Regions from separate parts of the Mus musculus genome. Here region 1 is linked to region 2. The links are chromatin contacts, called in public Hi-C maps. All regions are on one chromosome and are shown on one strand. The core of a region is the stretch at or near the end of the contact, and the rest is flanking DNA. Distances in the headings are between cores, read along the strand shown. Region 1 overlaps Mdfic (MyoD family inhibitor domain containing). Region 2 overlaps Foxp2 (forkhead box P2).

The links. A called contact is a pair of places that touch in the nucleus more often than the background predicts.
Region 1: a contact with region 2 is called in a Hi-C map of uterus, with 3 times the contacts expected there. The contact joins two enhancer-like sites. A contact is called at or near these places in 1 of 484 Hi-C or Micro-C datasets (uterus) and 1 of 115 datasets of contacts at active chromatin or transcription factors (bone marrow-derived macrophages).

The regions. Positions count from the first base shown.
Region 1 is chr6:15,789,581-15,794,231 of GRCm38.p6, reverse strand. All of the region lies in intron 4 of Mdfic (MyoD family inhibitor domain containing), which reads right to left. Among named protein-coding and RNA genes, the nearest start is that of Mdfic, 71 kb to the right of the region's middle. Within about 2 kb of position 1,416, at least 129 of the 459 cell types and tissues checked have an H3K27ac peak or open chromatin away from gene starts, as enhancers often do. A contact at or near this core is called in uterus, where this site is marked.
Region 2 is chr6:15,319,836-15,324,939 of GRCm38.p6, reverse strand. The region is part of intron 5 of Foxp2 (forkhead box P2); the gene reads right to left. Among named protein-coding and RNA genes, the nearest start is that of Gm36352, 320 kb to the left of the region's middle. Within about 2 kb of position 3,504, at least 36 of the 459 cell types and tissues checked have an H3K27ac peak or open chromatin away from gene starts, as enhancers often do. A contact at or near this core is called in uterus, where this site is marked.

The DNA of each region.
Region 1 (4,651 bases), core at 167-2,666, 470 kb before region 2:
AGTTTTTACCAAAACTGTTTAACCTTTAAGAAGCCAACTGGGTTCTGGGAAGGATGCCTAGCCTAAACTGGGCCAAGCAAGAATTGCGCAATTCAGGGTACTGAGAGGAGGACTCAGCTCAAGACCAACAGCTACTGTAACTTTAGGAAAAACAAAGGAACAGGGCAGCAGGAAAGAGCTTAGAAGAACACATCAAAATAAATCATTAGCAGGACGTTTGACTTTAAAAGCATCATCAAATCAAAGAAAAACATTCTCTTAGGAATTATTGCTGTCACAGTCCCAAGCCAAGGTCGACACTGGTAAGCCTGAGCTGCAGCCCATCTGAGGGGCTTGCAGCCCCAACCCATGCTGAAAGTAACAACCCAAAGGAGAAATAACCCCTTAGCCACTGGGGGAATTGTCTGTGACTGATCTCAGGAACTCTGTTTTGTTGAAAATGAAACTGAAGGTTTTGTCCGGGAGAACAGCCAGTTTATAATGAAAGTATCGCAGACCAGTATGTTGCCAAACTTACTAGGAAATATCGACATCAGCGAGGCAGTTTGATCGAGCCAAGACTTCATCAAGTGCCATCAAGAGACAATTTGAATGATACACTCAAGTCTATGATAGACAAGTCTTTTTCTTTCTTCCTTTCATTTCTTCCTCATGAGATGCAGTACGACAGGTACTCTTAATTTCTTGGAACAAAGATATGCGATACAGGAAGTAGAATACAAGAACAGGCAGAGAGCAGAGAATTCTCAGAATTGCCCACAACCCATTTTTTGAGTGAAGAATGATGTGTGTGCCTCTTATCTTGACTAATCTGGAGTAATGTTTCCTATGACTTAAAGTGCTTGAACACTATTTTCCTTTCTGGGTAACGAGTATGTAAACGAGAGAGTGAGAAGCAAAAAGATCCATTAGCACTTGACGAACCCAGGGAAGCAATGCTGGGTCAGAACTTGCAGAGGGATACACCATTAGTGTTTGAGAACACTGCTTTGAGATCAGTTTTACCATCAGGGTAAAGAGTGCCCAGAGTTACTCACACATCTCTCTGCTGAGGGGTGGTGTACACTGCACTGGGGCAGGGCCTGACAGGGGAGTGCATTTCTGATATTACATCACTGACCCCAGAAACTTCATCCCTGCCTTTGTTGTTTCTTAATAGAGAATGGAAAAGCAGGCCAGAGGTACGTTTGACTTATTCGGAGTCGAAGCTACAATGACTGAATGTGTCTACCCTTTGCAAAAATCCAGCTGGTAGGGCCTGACACAAGTATCTCCCCAGGAGTTCTGCTTTTCAAGTGCATGTAGTGTGCGTGGGTGAGGCATATTTATGAATTCTGCACAGTAGCTCAGCTGCAGGCAAATGCCTGACTCAAGACAGGGGCTGTGCAGCACTCCTGGCCCCCAGCCGTTGACTGACCACCTGTCTGAGAAACAGGCCCAGAGGTCACCGCCTACACAGAGCCTCTGGCACATGGCGGTCCCTAAGGCTCTGGGCCATGGCTAGAAAACAGAGGCAACATTTTCCTAATGGAGGGGAAAGAGAGCTAGGTCAGGAGGTTTTTCAAAAGAAAGTTTGAGAAGAGTTATATTTTCCATGCAGAGCTGACTTTGGGGAAATGAACAATCGTCTTCATTATCATCTTTCTCCTTTACAAATTCAGAAGAGTATTAGAAAAAGAAACACCCTGACCTCCTGCACCCACGAAGGGACACCTCAGTAGCTTCCCTGCCCCATACCCAAGCCCTGGAACCCACATGGTCCAATGGAAAGGTTACTGTACGGCAAAGACAGATAGCCTGACCTGTCGTTCCCCCCACCCCCTCTTTATTCTGTTGCCAGCATTGTACACAGCTAATGCATTCAGTATTCCAAACTGCTAGATTTGATCCAGAACTTGGTCTCAACTACAGCACTAGTCCAAGAACTCTGTTTGAAGGAACTTTTTACAGTCTAGGAAGGCAATGTTTATATCAGAGGAACTATTGTTTCACAGAAGTTTAACACAGAAATCTGAAGAGGCAATGGCATTTCAAGTGTTAGATAGTCTCTATAAATCACTACATTTTCATTTTCTATTTATTGAGTACAGTATATGATGTGCATTTGAGTAAAGGTGAGCTCTCTCTCTCTCTCTCTCTCTCTCTCTCTCTCTCTCTCTCTCTCTCTCTCTCATTTTGGCACAGTGTGCACTGAGGTCAGAGGGCAGCTTACTGGGATCTTTCTCTCCTTTTAGCATGTGGGTTCTGGGAGTTAAACTAAGGTCACCAGGCTCAGAGGCACCCCACCTTTGGGCCTTGAGTCATGTTTCTGCCTCACAGGCACTTGCCTAGAATATTTTACATGTAAAGTTAATTCGATATCTGACTTGAGAGTGGCTAAAATATCAGTGATGATGCAAATTATAGCAAGATATTTAAGATGGCAAATCTGATAGAATGCCACTGTCCCCGGAGACGTGATGAACACTAAACGAATATGGAATTAACAGATGACACTTGCTAAGTACTAGCCGTGTGATGGCTGTGATGATAGTGGTGTGTTGATTGTGGGGGTGGTGGGAGTTGTGGTAGTAGTGCCCGATGGGGTGGGGGAATGATAGCATCAAAATATGGTTCCAGGAGGACTATAACTCTCCTCCTATGTCCAGCCAGGCTCTGTAGTATAGCGATAGCGACTATTCTCCTCAAATTCAGGAAGGCTTGGGAAAAACTGCTCAGATACAAAAGAGGACGAAGCACCAAACGTAACTAATTCTAAGAGACAGACAGTGCAGAAGAATGAAACAGAAACCCAGCCCAAAACAAGTAATCTGTGTCTGGCTATAGCAGAAGCTTTCAAAATAATAGTCTAGTTTTCCATAGTGCAATGATTATCTGTTTTCTTCAGAAGCAAGAAAGCTGGGAGAAAAAAAAAGGTAATATTACATGTTTTTTAAAAAATGTATTTGGTGCTATTTTTAAGTTGATCATTGGTAAAATATGTAATGTAAGGTTGAGTATAGCTTTGAATAATAAATTCTATAATACTTTACTTAGTCACAAAAAGCATTTTGAAGAATTTCTATAAAGCTCAGAAGGTAAAGGTACTTGCCACCAAGGTAGGTGACCTAAGTTTGATTCCCAGGACCCATGTGGTAAGAGAGAACTGACTCTGATAAGTTTTGCACTTCACAAGTGCAACACACACACACACACACACACACACACACACACACACACACTGCCCCGTAAGTAAATAAATATAGCATTTATTAAGAAAGCATTGTTTTGTTTGTAAGCAGTCTGCATACTTTGGTAATAATGCCTCTTATAGTCAGGACAAAACAAATGTGAAAAAGTCCTCTAGTTTTAATGAAAATAAGTATTTGAATAAAAATGATGGAAAACTTCTTTCCAGATGCCGAATTTAACATTTTCCCCAATTTTATTTTCCAAGCTACATTTATTTCACAGCTAAAATTTTGGCTCGCCTCTTGTTACTTATGTCTTTGGTTTAAGAATTGTGCAGGGCATATTTCAAAAGAACTCGGTTTTTTAAACGGCAAAAGGCTCACAATGATGTGCCCACTATACTCTATGAAGTGATGATGATGATGATGACGATGACGACGATGATGATGATAAGTAAACTAATATACTGGCCAGTCAGTGAGAGTAGTCTATTACAGACACTCATGGAGTTGGCCAGGTTGCCTATATCCAAAATCCCCTGGCAGATAGAAGTAAAAACATGGCAAGAGAAGGCATGAGTCAGGCTAAGAATTTCACAGGACAGGGATCACGCACAGTTCTCTGGACACTTGACTTGCCAGGGCTTGGCAGGTATACAAAGGGTGCGTCTGCCATCCAAATTACATAAAAGTCCCAAACAAAGCTGTCACTGCAGCAGGGTCCTCTCCTGCAGAGGCAGGACAGCTTGTCCAGCAGGGGGCACTACGTCCTACAGGCAGGAGATGTCTGGTCTAGGGAAGGCCCAGGATGTGTTCCTTAGCCTTGACAGAAGGGACAGGCCCCAAGCAAAGAGTCACAGCAGTCTAACACACACATACCGGGCAAGATGAAGAGACAGGCAGAGTGAGCAGCTACCCCGGGACAAGACACCAAAGCACAATTCAAAGCTGTGCACAGGAGGTAAATCCTATTATTTATGGAATTAATTTGTGACTAAAGGATGGTTGTTAGTCTTTCCACATCACCCTTTCTCAGCCTGTCTCATCCATTCATGTAATGTGATGTTTTTCAAAGGCATCATCGCAAGCTTCAGATGAGCAAGACAGCATGACACTAAAATTACAAGGTATACGTATCGCCACTTGAATTTAGTCCCCCAACAATTCTGAAGGCAAAACAACCTAAGGACGGGTTGGCGAGTGTCCTAAATGTGACAGCCGTGGTTTCTGGCCTGCTAAACAAGACGTTCTGTAGGCGTGTCGACTACTTTAAATTGTGGGAGAGGAGATAAAAATAAAAACCCTCTCCCTGAGCCGCTTCACAGTTCCCTCCGCACTTCATCCCTGCCACCCCCCAGCTGAGCCTTCTCTCAGTCACAGCTCATTACTTACCACTGCCATTCACACTACAAAAGGCTAGGCTGTAAGTTTCCAGGTGGCAAAGGCTGTTTGTGTTTGTTTGAACAAGCACAACAGGGGAA
Region 2 (5,104 bases), core at 2,255-4,754:
TCCAGTGGACTCTAATGCCTCCAACTTAGAGAAACTATGAGGTGTATAGCTCAGGAGCCAGAACTGAAGTGGAAACAACAGAGAAAATAGAAAGTCTGCAGCCTTGTGTCTGTTTCTTGACATAACTTGGGTTTTAATGATTCGTGTCAATGGAAGAGTTTGGCTATCAGAAATCTCAGGAGTTCTGTGTTGTGGGACTGGGTCCATGGCTTTGCACTGTGCATCTGATCTCTTACTGCCCAATAAACTTACTGCAAATGTGCTGTGAGGATGCCCATCACCAGGAGAGTGGACACAGACACACAGTTTTGCTTCTAGGAGCAATTCCTAAATTAAACAGAGAGAATTGGGAGTTGGCTTTTTTTTTTCTCTGTTGTGGCGTTTATAAAAAAATAATGTGTATTATTAGTTACACTAAAAAAATGTCCTTGGTAGATTAACACAAACTATTCTAGTTTTGTTTCACAGGTGACATTCATATAGGTTTTCAAAATTGGAACAATCTATTAAATGTGATGTTGAATATTGGAATCATGATAAATGGGCCAGTGAGAAAAAAAAAAATCATGATTCCCTGCCTTAAGTCCCTGAGTTGCAATTATGGTTATTGTTCATAAATATTTTTAGAGATATAAATACCACAGTGAGTTTTATAGAATATGATATCATAATCTAGACCAATAAAACGAATTCCATACCATAACCTATAAGGACCACAGCAATCACCCCCTCAGCTAGTGTCTTGCTTAAGTACTATTATACTATCGCTATTCCCACTTATACACATCTAAGACTGTGGAGATCACACCACAGTGACTGTTAAAACCTGTTGAATTTTCCCACTTGCATTGGAAACTACTTTATATACTCAAAAGTATAGTTTGCATTTTATCTGTAAAAGCAAAGTGATTATTTATTGATAAATGGTATGGAATGTCTTTTTTTTTTCTTTTTGCCTAAGTAGAATCAGACATTTCAAAGATTTTTGTCTGAAGGGCAAAAGGATTACATTGCATTTGAATAGACCATGTGACAACCCATTCTTAGTCTTCATGTATGATATGAAAGAATGATCCCCACTCATAAAATACACAAGGGAAATTATAATTGTACCAGGCAAGAAGAACAGCGAGGAGGGAGGTGGTGAGAGTGTCAAGGGGTATTGGTAGTAGTTTGATGCGTGTAAATATTACATCTTATAAATAATTCTTTTCAAATATATCTGTGAAGTTCCAGGCCCTGTTTAAGAAAAGGATTGTATATGCTTTAGCTGACTATATGTCACTTTTTTCAAGATAGAAGCCACATTAATTCAGACAGAAAAAAAAAATGGCTTCCAAAATATCCCTTTCCTTCTCTCTCTTGTGAAGGAGTATGTCACCTGATGCTGGCAGATGAGAACTGGGGTGATGTTCAAGTTATATTTTACTGTCAGAATCCAACAAACACATTTTCATCTAAATTATTTTGTCAACAGCCTTGTGGTGCCCTTGCTAACCTTATTTGGCACCAGTGCATAATTAGATACACAGGGGTGTGACTCCAATTGAAGGTGTTGGCATTGTAGCACTCTGTGAAAATATTAACTATGAGGTTAACTCCAATTTTCTCTTCTTTAATTAAATGCACATGGTACTAATGAGGTAACCTACTGTTCCTTGATAGCACTAATTAGCTAAGAGGAGAGTACACTCTCACACTGCAATTTAAACCTAAAAATAAGGTTGAAATATGCTAATTGCAGGCAATTTAAAACAGTACAAGTTGAAGAACTAGTCATAATAAGAGAAAGTGACTGCTTTACAGCTAGGCAGCTGTAACTTTGGTTAAAATCAAAACAAGCCACACAATTTTTGGACTGCAATTTAACAAGGTCATAAGCATCCTTGAAAAACGAGATGTTACTTCACATGATGACGATATGCCCAGACCCACACCAAGGAAAACAAAATCCTCAGAGAGATGCTCTTCCTGAAGGGACTGGAAACACATTTTGTGTGAACTCTACAGACATTGTATTTAATACTGAAAATTAAGCTCCAGAAATAGATCATATCATCTTTTCTTCAAGAAGATACAAATTAATGAAAATATTATAATTGGTACCTAGGAAATCAACAAAACCAGGGGAGATGCTGAGAGTTTGTCATCTCATTGGGTTAAGGGAGGAGGCAGGAAGCTTTATCACTTGATGACCACCTGAAGTGATTAGGACATGATGTGTAATAATGAAGATACTTAAAAGCCACAGAAACGAGCATCTATGATCATCATTTCAGTAATACAGGTGCTTACGGGTGTGTATTTAGAAGATTTCTTCTATTGTTTTGGACTCTGGGGTGGAGCTTTCCTAAGGCTTCATGAAGAGAAAATGGTTCATTTTCTTAGCTCAAGTGACACAGAAACACAATTTTATTAAACATAAGCATAATCAAATGAGCCTTCATTAACAATCCTCCTGAAATATTTTACAAATGTAACTTTAACTCCTACATTTATAGAGAACTCTTCTGCAAAGGAAAAGTCTAAAGGAAGCTCCAGAGTCATCAAAAACATTTTATTATGATTCGATTAGCACAAAGGACATTTTAATCAGTTTTTGATTTGCTAAAGTCCATAGCAGGTCTTATATTTTTGACAAGCATCTCTGATAAACAAACTCATTCATGCCAAGATATCCCAGAAAACACCTAGAGAAAGAAAGCTCAATAAACTCTTATGACTCTATCCTTAGGGACACAAGAGAGAAGAAATTGTGCTATGGGTTAAAGGTGACATTTCCTTTTGTCACTTTGCATGCACATTTATAAAATATGACAATTAAGCAATCAAAAGTACTGAGCCAGCCATACAAATATAGACTTAGAAAGCAAATTCTGAGATAGACGACTGAGTCTTAAACTGAAGAAAAACTTGAGAGAGAAAAAGCAAACCCATTTGAAAAGCAAAAGCTTTTAAACAACTATCAGTGACTAATTCCTAGAGTTAGGACTGTGTGAAGAGAGAGTTTGCAGAGCACTTAGCCAGTCATCATAGCTTGCCAACAGGTTTAAGAAAAGAAACTGTGCTTTGAAAAAAGTCCACTCACTCTATTCTCACAACTGCCCTAACAATTTATACTGCAGAGGGAGACAGAATGTTGGCAAGAGATTCTAATAAGCTTCTGACCAGGCAGGCTTTACCAGACCCATGAAGTTGCAGGTTAGTAACGAATGAAATCAGACAGCCACTTAGAAAGCAGTCTCCTGGAGGCAGCCTGACACAATCCAGCAAATACAGCGAAACCCAATGCTAGTGGATGTTTTAAGTGTTTGCATCTGTTTCAAATAAGCACCAACATTGAGAAGGCCAGGACAATGAACTGGAAAGGGCTTTCAACATGAACTTCAGAAGAAATCTAGTCTTCAGCTAAATACGGATCATTGTTCAAAATAAGGATATTGGCTCTGGAGACAGTCTGCCGGAGTTCAGATAGTGACTCAACACTTAGCCATGCTGTGACCTTGACTAAAGCACTTAACTTTTCTTGGTCTTTTTCTTCAGAAGGTGATAAAGAAGGACTGTTGCAGACTTGTTAAACTGGCAGAATGGAAAAGTATATGGAATAACGGTAGCAACCATAAACTTACTATTGATTAGCGATGTTTTTCACATGTATATCCATATTTATAGATCTTTGCTGTAGAATGACACTTAAGGTTTTTTTTTTTCAGATAAAAATTACTGGTTTTCCTATATGTGAAACATCATTATACATCATAAAGGATACAAATATACTGAAGACATTCTATCTCCCATCAAAGGACTATGCCAAGTTTCTATCAGTAGACTTCATAATGCAAGTCAACATCTCTTCCAATGAATATATATATATTTTCTTTGTTGAAATCTGCTGTAGTAAAGCAAAAAAGCAAACAAGGGTACATATTATGTGTCTCCTGTTGCAAGAGGAAATTACTTGTAAGGAAGAGAATGTGTTTTGAAAAGTTCACAAAGTTGTACTTTTCTAAAAAAAGAAAAAGTAAGTATGATTATTTTGATCTTTCCCAACAAATGAAAATATTTTAAATTGTAATTCCCCGAAGATGTTTGAAAGATGAACATATATTTTTTTAAGGTGTGCGAAACTCCATGCCTCATTATATTTGAGGTAAAACGATTCCTGGAAGGTATACCGTTGTCTGTTTCGAGGTTAGTAAAGATAACAAGGAACACTGTAAAAAGTAAAATCATACTTTAAAACAATGTAAAAAAAAAGGTTCTATGAGTGGATTTCATTCTGTCTATTCCACCAATCTGTTTGATTACCTGTTTTTGCTATGCATCTTGCCTCATAGAACCTAGGCAGGAACGGTGGGGCGGGAGATTTATATGAGGGTGGTACCTGTGAACTTTGGAAAAATCACACTATTTAATCCTTCCCTTAATAGCTCTAGAAAAATAGATGAAACATTGCTGAGATCAGACAGAGGAAATAAAAAATTATGGATGTGTAGAAAGAATCAATTTTGCGTATTTTATACTGCAAGCATGTCAGATGAGTTGGTGTATGTCTCAGGTTAGCCAGGAGCAAGCAGAAACTATGAAACCCAAAGAGCAAATCAGTCCAGGCACACACCTAAAGAATTTTCAGACTGCATTGTGAAGGAGTAGTTAGTTTTGCCTTATTTCTTTCTATATTGCAGACTACAACACCCTTATCATACTGAAAAGAATGTCACACAACTATTAGAGAGGCATATTTTTTTCAGAATAATAAAGTAAAACCCCTAAGCAGGATTAATTAAATAATAATCAGTTGGCATTACCTAAGAGTCAGGATTTTATTTGTTTGTTTGACGATTTAAAGACCACACTGTATACTATGGATCCTACTGTGCAGAATGTTAGCAGGGAAAAGTATTTCTGCAAAGGCTTCTTTTCAGATGTTGAGACCTGAGGTAGGGTCCAGAGATGTGCACTTAGCAAGCATCTTGGTCATATCAATCTAGTGAACCTGGGAATTAATGTACTCTTTAGGCTACTTTTTTGACAAATATGTTTTTATTATTTTATGTAATATACAGTCAACACTCTGTAGTAATTACTGTTTTGAAATATGTAT